2 separate regions of the Muntiacus reevesi genome follow, and region 2 is linked to region 1. A link is a contact called in public Hi-C data. All regions are on one chromosome and are shown on one strand. The core of a region is the stretch at or near the end of the contact, and the rest is flanking DNA. Distances in the headings are between cores, read along the strand shown. Region 1 holds the start of MSANTD4 (Myb/SANT DNA binding domain containing 4 with coiled-coils). Region 2 holds the start of ANKRD49 (ankyrin repeat domain 49).

Region 1 (3,304 bases), core at 431-2,930:
AAAGTAGGGTTGGCAGATTTACCAAATAAAAATACAGGATGTCAAATATTACATAGGATACAGTTATACTAAAAATTATTTGTTACATATCTGAACTACAAATTTAGTTGAGTATCCTGTCTTTTATCTGGTAAACATACATTAGAGGGACAACTTGTAAGTGGAGAGAGGGCGAATGGAGGGAAAGGAAGGCTTACTTGGAAAATAATTTCTAAAACAAATTCTGGGCATAGCAGGGAATAGGCACGGAGAAATCATTCTGGGTAGAAACAAAGCAATGCAAACTAAAAGCCTCAAGGCCACTGTTAAGTCCAGGAACTGAAAGAAGTCAAAGTAATTGGGGTAAGGAAGAAGGTAAATGAAAGAGGGGTAATGTTGATGAAAGATGAAGCCTGAGAAAAAAATAGAAGACACTTTTGTAAAGAGTTTGTACTTTATCACGAGTATGGTTCCACTAGAGACCTGTAAGCAGCTTGTCTTAGCTACAGTACGAAGAATAGACTACAGTCTTCTTGACGGTATGATTGACAGCCCAGTAAGGATGCTACTGCTGTAACTGAGGCTTTCAATGGAAGCCTGAACAAAGGCAATGAAAGACAGACCCATTAGTAACACCAGAACTAGAACTTGAGATGGCAGCTAAAGCCTCAGCAATTGCAAAGGGGATAGAGAAGAGAACTGAGAGGGAGGAAAACCAGGGGAAGCATTATGGAAATCAAATGAAGAAAGGTCAACAAGTCAAATATTTAATTTTATTTACTTTTTTTGAGTTTTTAAAAAATTTTTTTCATTTATTTTTATTAGTTGGAGGCTAATTACTTTACAATACTGTAGTGGTTTTTGCCATACATTGACATGAATCAGCCATGGATTTACATGTGTTCCCCATCCCATCCCTCTGGGTCTTCCCAGTGCAGCGGCCCTGAGCACTTGTCTCAAGCATGCAACCTGGGCTGGTGATCTCTTTCACACTTGATACTATACTTGTTTTAACGCTATTCTCTCAGAACATCCCACCCTCGCCTTCTACCACAGAGTCCAAAAGTCTGTTCTATGTCTCTTTTTCTGTTTTGCATATAGGGTTATCGTTACCGTCTTTTTAAATTCCATATATATGCGTTAGTAAGTCAAATATTTTATGAGGAGGTAAGATAAGCGCTGAGGAGTGATGACTAGATTTAGCTGCAAGGAAATCACAAGTGACCTTTGGCGGGGTTTTAGAGGGAATGACTGAGGCAAAATTAGGTCACCGTTGGCTGAGCAAAAGGTGATGCAGAGTTCGGAACCAGCTGGGAAATGCGAGGGTTCCACTTCCTCTTTGCCCTTTTAACAGGTTTGGGTCAAGGACAGGAACGGTTTGGAGATGAAGCTGACTGTGCTCCAATCGGGCAGAACGGCGCAGCGGGCGACCGCGAGGGGCCAATCCTTCACCACAGCGCTCTAGATTGACGGGTCCCGGCGCCAAGGAGCTCTGGCGGGAGGCCGAGTCACGGGGGGCGGAGTCAGGGCACTAACCCGGAACGGCTTGGGACGCGCTTTCCATTGTGAGGCCGGACCCGGGCGGGCCCTCAGCCAGAACGGCAGCGTCCTCCTGGCCAACGGGCGAGCCTCGATAGACGAGCGGCTGCCGCGGTAGCCAATGGCGTAGAGGTAGGGGCGGGCCGAGTCCGTGGGCGGGGAATTGATAAAGCATCTCTGCTACCCCGCCCCACACACACCCCAGAGGCGACGGTGGTGAGGTGCCGCCCGACCTGCTGGTGAGCGGCGGTGCAGCGGAAGAGGCTGTGAGGGGGGCGGTGTCTCCGCGGACGGTAGGTGTCAGCGGGGCGGCGTCAGGCCGCGGTCACCCCGCCGCTGGCTTTGGACCTGGCTTCGCAACGTCGCGGACCACAACGCTCAGGAGAGATCCCAGTCGCCTCTGCAGCCTGACCTGGGAGGGTGGGGAGGGCTCAGGCCTCTGCAGCAAGGCTGGCAAAGTTTCCGGGCCCCTGTTAGGGCTCTGATTTGCGGAGCGAGCACTTAATTCCAGGTTGCCCTGTAGCCTGTCAGGTGCAGCCGTGGCTGTGGCGGAGTCTGCGGCGCGCCCCCTCCTCCTGGCTGGCCTCCTGGGAACTCAGCCTTCCTGGATTCTCCCAAGGGGCTGTTCCAAAGAGAGAGGACGGGAGTGAGAGGTACTTTATTAATGTGATAACAGGGGACGCTTAAGTAAACTTTAGTCATTTACCTACCACAAGTTATAGGCAGGGAGTTGAATGTCTTCTAAGAGTATAGTGGCGACAGTAGGGCCCGGTGTTGTTGGGAGGTGGGAAGCCCACTTCAAAGAGGAATGGGGGAAGTTTGTAGATTTTGTGATGTTTTTCTTCTTGAACAATCTAATGAATTTACCTAAAAAAATTTTTTCGACTCAGAATTTATACCCAATTTTCCTTAGACCTCTTAATTCTGTCTTATCGTGCAGTCTTTAGGAACTTCATTCTCAAGTGTTAGTCCTTGGAAAAAAATTGCCCAGGTGTAATACGCATTTGGTGGTACACCATCTTCACAAGGATTATGTAAGTGAACTACTTACACCTATTTCCACCCAATAAAGAATGATTGTGAAATGGGATTTCAGGAAAATGGCTGTTCTCTGTGATTGGGCGTGGAAGAACTATGAATTTTTAGAGGTTGCAACTACTAAATTCCCTTTTGTAAAGATAGGGAAGACAACCAATATGAAAGGGATAGTATTTCACATCTAAAATGGCTTTTTAAAATATTTTGTGAGATATTTAGCTCCAGCACCAAGAATATGTGCCTGGCACATAGTAGGAGCTTGATATATTTGAGTACAATTATTGGGTAATGGATGATGAAAACCCAAACGGTTACATGAGTACAAAAATGTAAAGGAAAAGAGAGAAAAAAAATTCCTGGAAACATAGCTTAGTTTCTATTCACGCAAGCATAGCTACCAAATGTCAGCTCAAGGTTGCTTTGATTTGGGTACTTACTATCTTACATTAATCAGAAGGTGTCAAAGATTTTCACACAATTAAGCCATGGCTGACTGGAAGTATAAGATACATTTTGATATCAATTTCAGTGAGGTAGAAAATGTGTGTTAAAATGCAAATGCCTTTTGTCTAGAATTCCTCAGTGGTCTAGTGGTTAGGGTCTGTGCTTTCACTGCTGTGGCCCAGAATTCCCTGGTTGGGAAATTCCCACAAGCCATACCTGTCAGCCAAAAATTTTTTTAAAAAGTGCATTTTATCAGTGAACTAGTTCATCAGTTTGGCATAGAGCAAAGGGTTAGGAACATAGG
Region 2 (3,165 bases), core at 57-2,556, 270 kb before region 1:
CAGTATGAATTGTTAACCATTCTAAATACTCATTGACGACTAACACTTGTGTTCATGCAAGCTCTTTATTTACTAAGTAAGTTTTCTTTTATGGTGATCATAGTCGATAGGCTATTTGGTAGAAACCCAAACCAACAATGATTTCGGAAGAAAGGTGCTTACAGGGCATCCGCAGGACTCATTTCTATGGTCAGTCCACCTCCTCCGAGACCAGTTCCCTCTGCAAGTACCCTTGGGTCCGGTGCTCAAATAGGTCAGAAAACTCACTCGATTCCAAATTCTAAAACAAAATTTTATTTAAAACACATTTTTAAAATGCAGACTGGCAATTTTGGAAGAGTCTCATTTTCACTTAAGCACCTACTATATTTTTATTTTTAATGTTAACAACAACAAAAAATAGCATGTCTTCAGTGCCACTTCAGTTTTACCACTATAATTAAACTCCTCTCCTAGCTCCTATTGCTTGCCCTGTGGGAAGCTAATGTTTGTTAAATGAATGGGCAAAAGAGTCACACAATACTTCCGGTTTAGCACACGAATAACTCTGAACAGAAATGTTTTAAGTTGTATTCAAGGGCTACTCTGGAGCCTAAGAAGATCCTGTATTTCCTGCTTAAACACAGAATTACTTTAAAGAACGGGCTTGTTTTGAAAGGATAAGGGGTCCACGTTTGAATAAACAAAAACATGTCGTTGAAGGAAAATAGCCGCAGGAACCTAGTGGGCCATATAGTCCACGGGGTCGCAGAGATTCGGACACTACTGAGCGACTTTACTTTCACTTTCACTTTTGAAGAGGAGAGGCTGCCACTGTAGAACGACCCCTCCCACTCACAGATCGCCGGTTCGGTGAGGATCCCAAGCCTCAACGCGCCCGCACCACAGAACTCGCGGAACCTCCAAGCTCCTCCAGAGCCTACTGGGCCCATTCTTCCCACAAAGTCAGTCCTCTCTGGGCTTCCGCCCGCGACGCCGCAGACACAAAAAGCAACTCGCAAATTACCCCACACCTGGACTCACCACAGCCCCACCCTGGGGACCCGAAGCTGGCTTTTACCCGGGAAGGAGGGACAATCGCGACAACAAAAGCAACAGCACCACCCGGGATGGCGTCTCAGAACTGGCTTGTTGGTAAACCTGAATTAAGCGGGAGAGTAACAGCTTCTCCTCTCGCGATGCCTCATTGATGACGCAAGAGCTTCAACTCCTCTCATTTGCTGTCGAGTGCCGCGAGGTCGCAGGAAAAGTTGCCGCGAGGCCCCGCCCTCGTACAGGAGCCAATCCTGAGTAGCCGAGGAGACAGAACCCGGAAGCGAGGTTCCCGGCGGCGATTTTCCGACTCCGAGGTGGGTAGCTCTTTCTCGTCTGGGATCACACTTTTTGGTCGCTTGGCGCCACCTTTGAGCTCCTGAAGCGAAAGGAGCGGGCCCCTGTGGACCCGTGGTGAGCTCTGCAAACCCGACCGCGAAGTAGGTCCTCGGTAGGGCTAGAGCGGTTTCTTCGGGCTTAGAGGTTTTGAAGGCCGCATATGCGCCTGCTGGGCCTGTGAAGTGACCGGCCAGTGCCGGAGGGTCGGGACTGGTGGCCTTCTCTCTCACTACCCTCCTCAGAGACTGAACATTCGGCCTCTAGCTAACAAGCCTTTCGCTGTGTCTCCTGATTGTCTCCGTGGACCCCAGAGATTCAGCACACTTGTATTGCTTTGTGCTGACAGTGCATTAAAAAAACAATAATAATGTGAAACTTTTGAATTAGAAAATCTGGGCCTTTAGTTCCATTGAAAGTTGTTTTAATCTTTATAAATTTCAGCGCCTTCGCCTGTCTAATGGGGCTTATGGCTCCACCTCTCGCTGAGCTGTCTAAGAGTTGACATAGTTCGTGGAATGTGATCTTTAAAAAACATAACCTAGTTCCTCCTGTTGCAATATCATCAAGTAGAAATCTTGATCGACTGTTTAAATCTTGAATCAGGGAGATGCAACAGAGTTTGCCTTTTTAAATTAATTAAGAAATTTTTGTATGTAATTTATTTTACCTGGAACAGTAAATTCAAATTTTAAAAAGAGTTTTATAAAAAGGAGAGTAAGGGCACAAGATCTGTGCTATAATGTTGCTATGCTATACCTACACTCTCAGTAGCTTCAGTCCTGTTCGACTCTTGCGACTGTGGCTTGCCAGGCTCCACAATCTATAGTATTCTTTAGGCAAGAATACTGGAGTAGGTTGCCATGCCCTCCTCCTGGGTCTCCTCAAGATCTCCTCAAGGAGATCTTGACCCAGGGATCAAGCCCACCTCTCCTGAGTCTCCTGCATTGCAGGTGGATTCTTTACTGCTGAGCCACCAGGGAAAGCCCCAATAATGTTACTATGGATGCTGTAATTAATATGTGAACTTTACATTATTTACTGGTATTTATTAAGTGTTTAATGAATAGATGTATATTGCGTTGTAAGCATCAGAGAATAGTTTGAGAAAAAAGTGAAAATATTACAATATAAAAACTTTTTTGATAGGATCTCTTGACTGATCTGAAACACTGAACTATCTTAGAAAATTCCTTAGTGCAGTCCTTTCTTTGTGCAAGGATCTTCCCTAGTGACTCATGGTAAAGAATCTACATGCAAAGGAGGAGACCCAGGTTCTATCCCTGCGTGGGGAAGATCCCCTGTAGAAGGGAAAGGCAACCCATTCTAGTATTCTTGCCTGGAGAATTCCATTGACAGAGGTGGCTTGTGGGCTACAGTCCATGGGGTCATAAAGAGTTGGCCATGACTTAGCGACTAACACTGCATTGTGCAACAAAGTAATAGGTCCAGAGAAGGTATTGGTCATGAGTGATAGATTTAAACTTGACTTAAATGCTCTTGGCACTAGTATTAAAATATAATGATGCATTCAGTTCAGTTTAGTCACTCAGTTGTGACTCTGCGACCCCATGAACCACAACACACCAGGCCTCCCTGTCCTTCACCAACTCCCAGAGTTTACTCAAGCTCAAGTCCATTGAGTCCCTGATGCCATCCAACCATCTCATCCTCTGTCTTCCCCCTCTCCTCCCGCCCTCAATCTTTCCTAGCATCAGGGTCTTTTCAAATGAGTCAGCTTTTCGCATCAGGTAGCCAAAGGATTGGAGTTTCAGCTTCAACATCAGTCCTTCCAAT

What was found. Hi-C and Micro-C count contacts between places; a contact is called where the count stands out from the background.
Region 2: a contact with region 1 is called in a Hi-C map of muscle, with 7 times the contacts expected there. The contact joins the promoter of ANKRD49 here to the promoter of MSANTD4 in region 1. A contact is called at or near these places in 2 of 3 Hi-C or Micro-C datasets (blood and muscle).

The regions. Positions count from the first base shown.
Region 1 is chr9:88,225,916-88,229,219 of mMunRee1.1, reverse strand. MSANTD4 (Myb/SANT DNA binding domain containing 4 with coiled-coils) reads left to right here and starts at 1,680. Exons shown (of 3, transcript XM_065944413.1): 1 at 1,680-1,757.
Region 2 is chr9:88,497,886-88,501,050 of mMunRee1.1, reverse strand. It overlaps ANKRD49 (ankyrin repeat domain 49), which reads left to right and starts at 1,306. Exons shown (of 5, transcript XM_065944282.1): 1 at 1,306-1,349. It overlaps MRE11 (MRE11 homolog, double strand break repair nuclease), which reads right to left and starts at 1,158. Exons shown (of 20, transcript XM_065944423.1): 1 at 1,024-1,158; 2 at 163-280. The coding sequence starts at 182.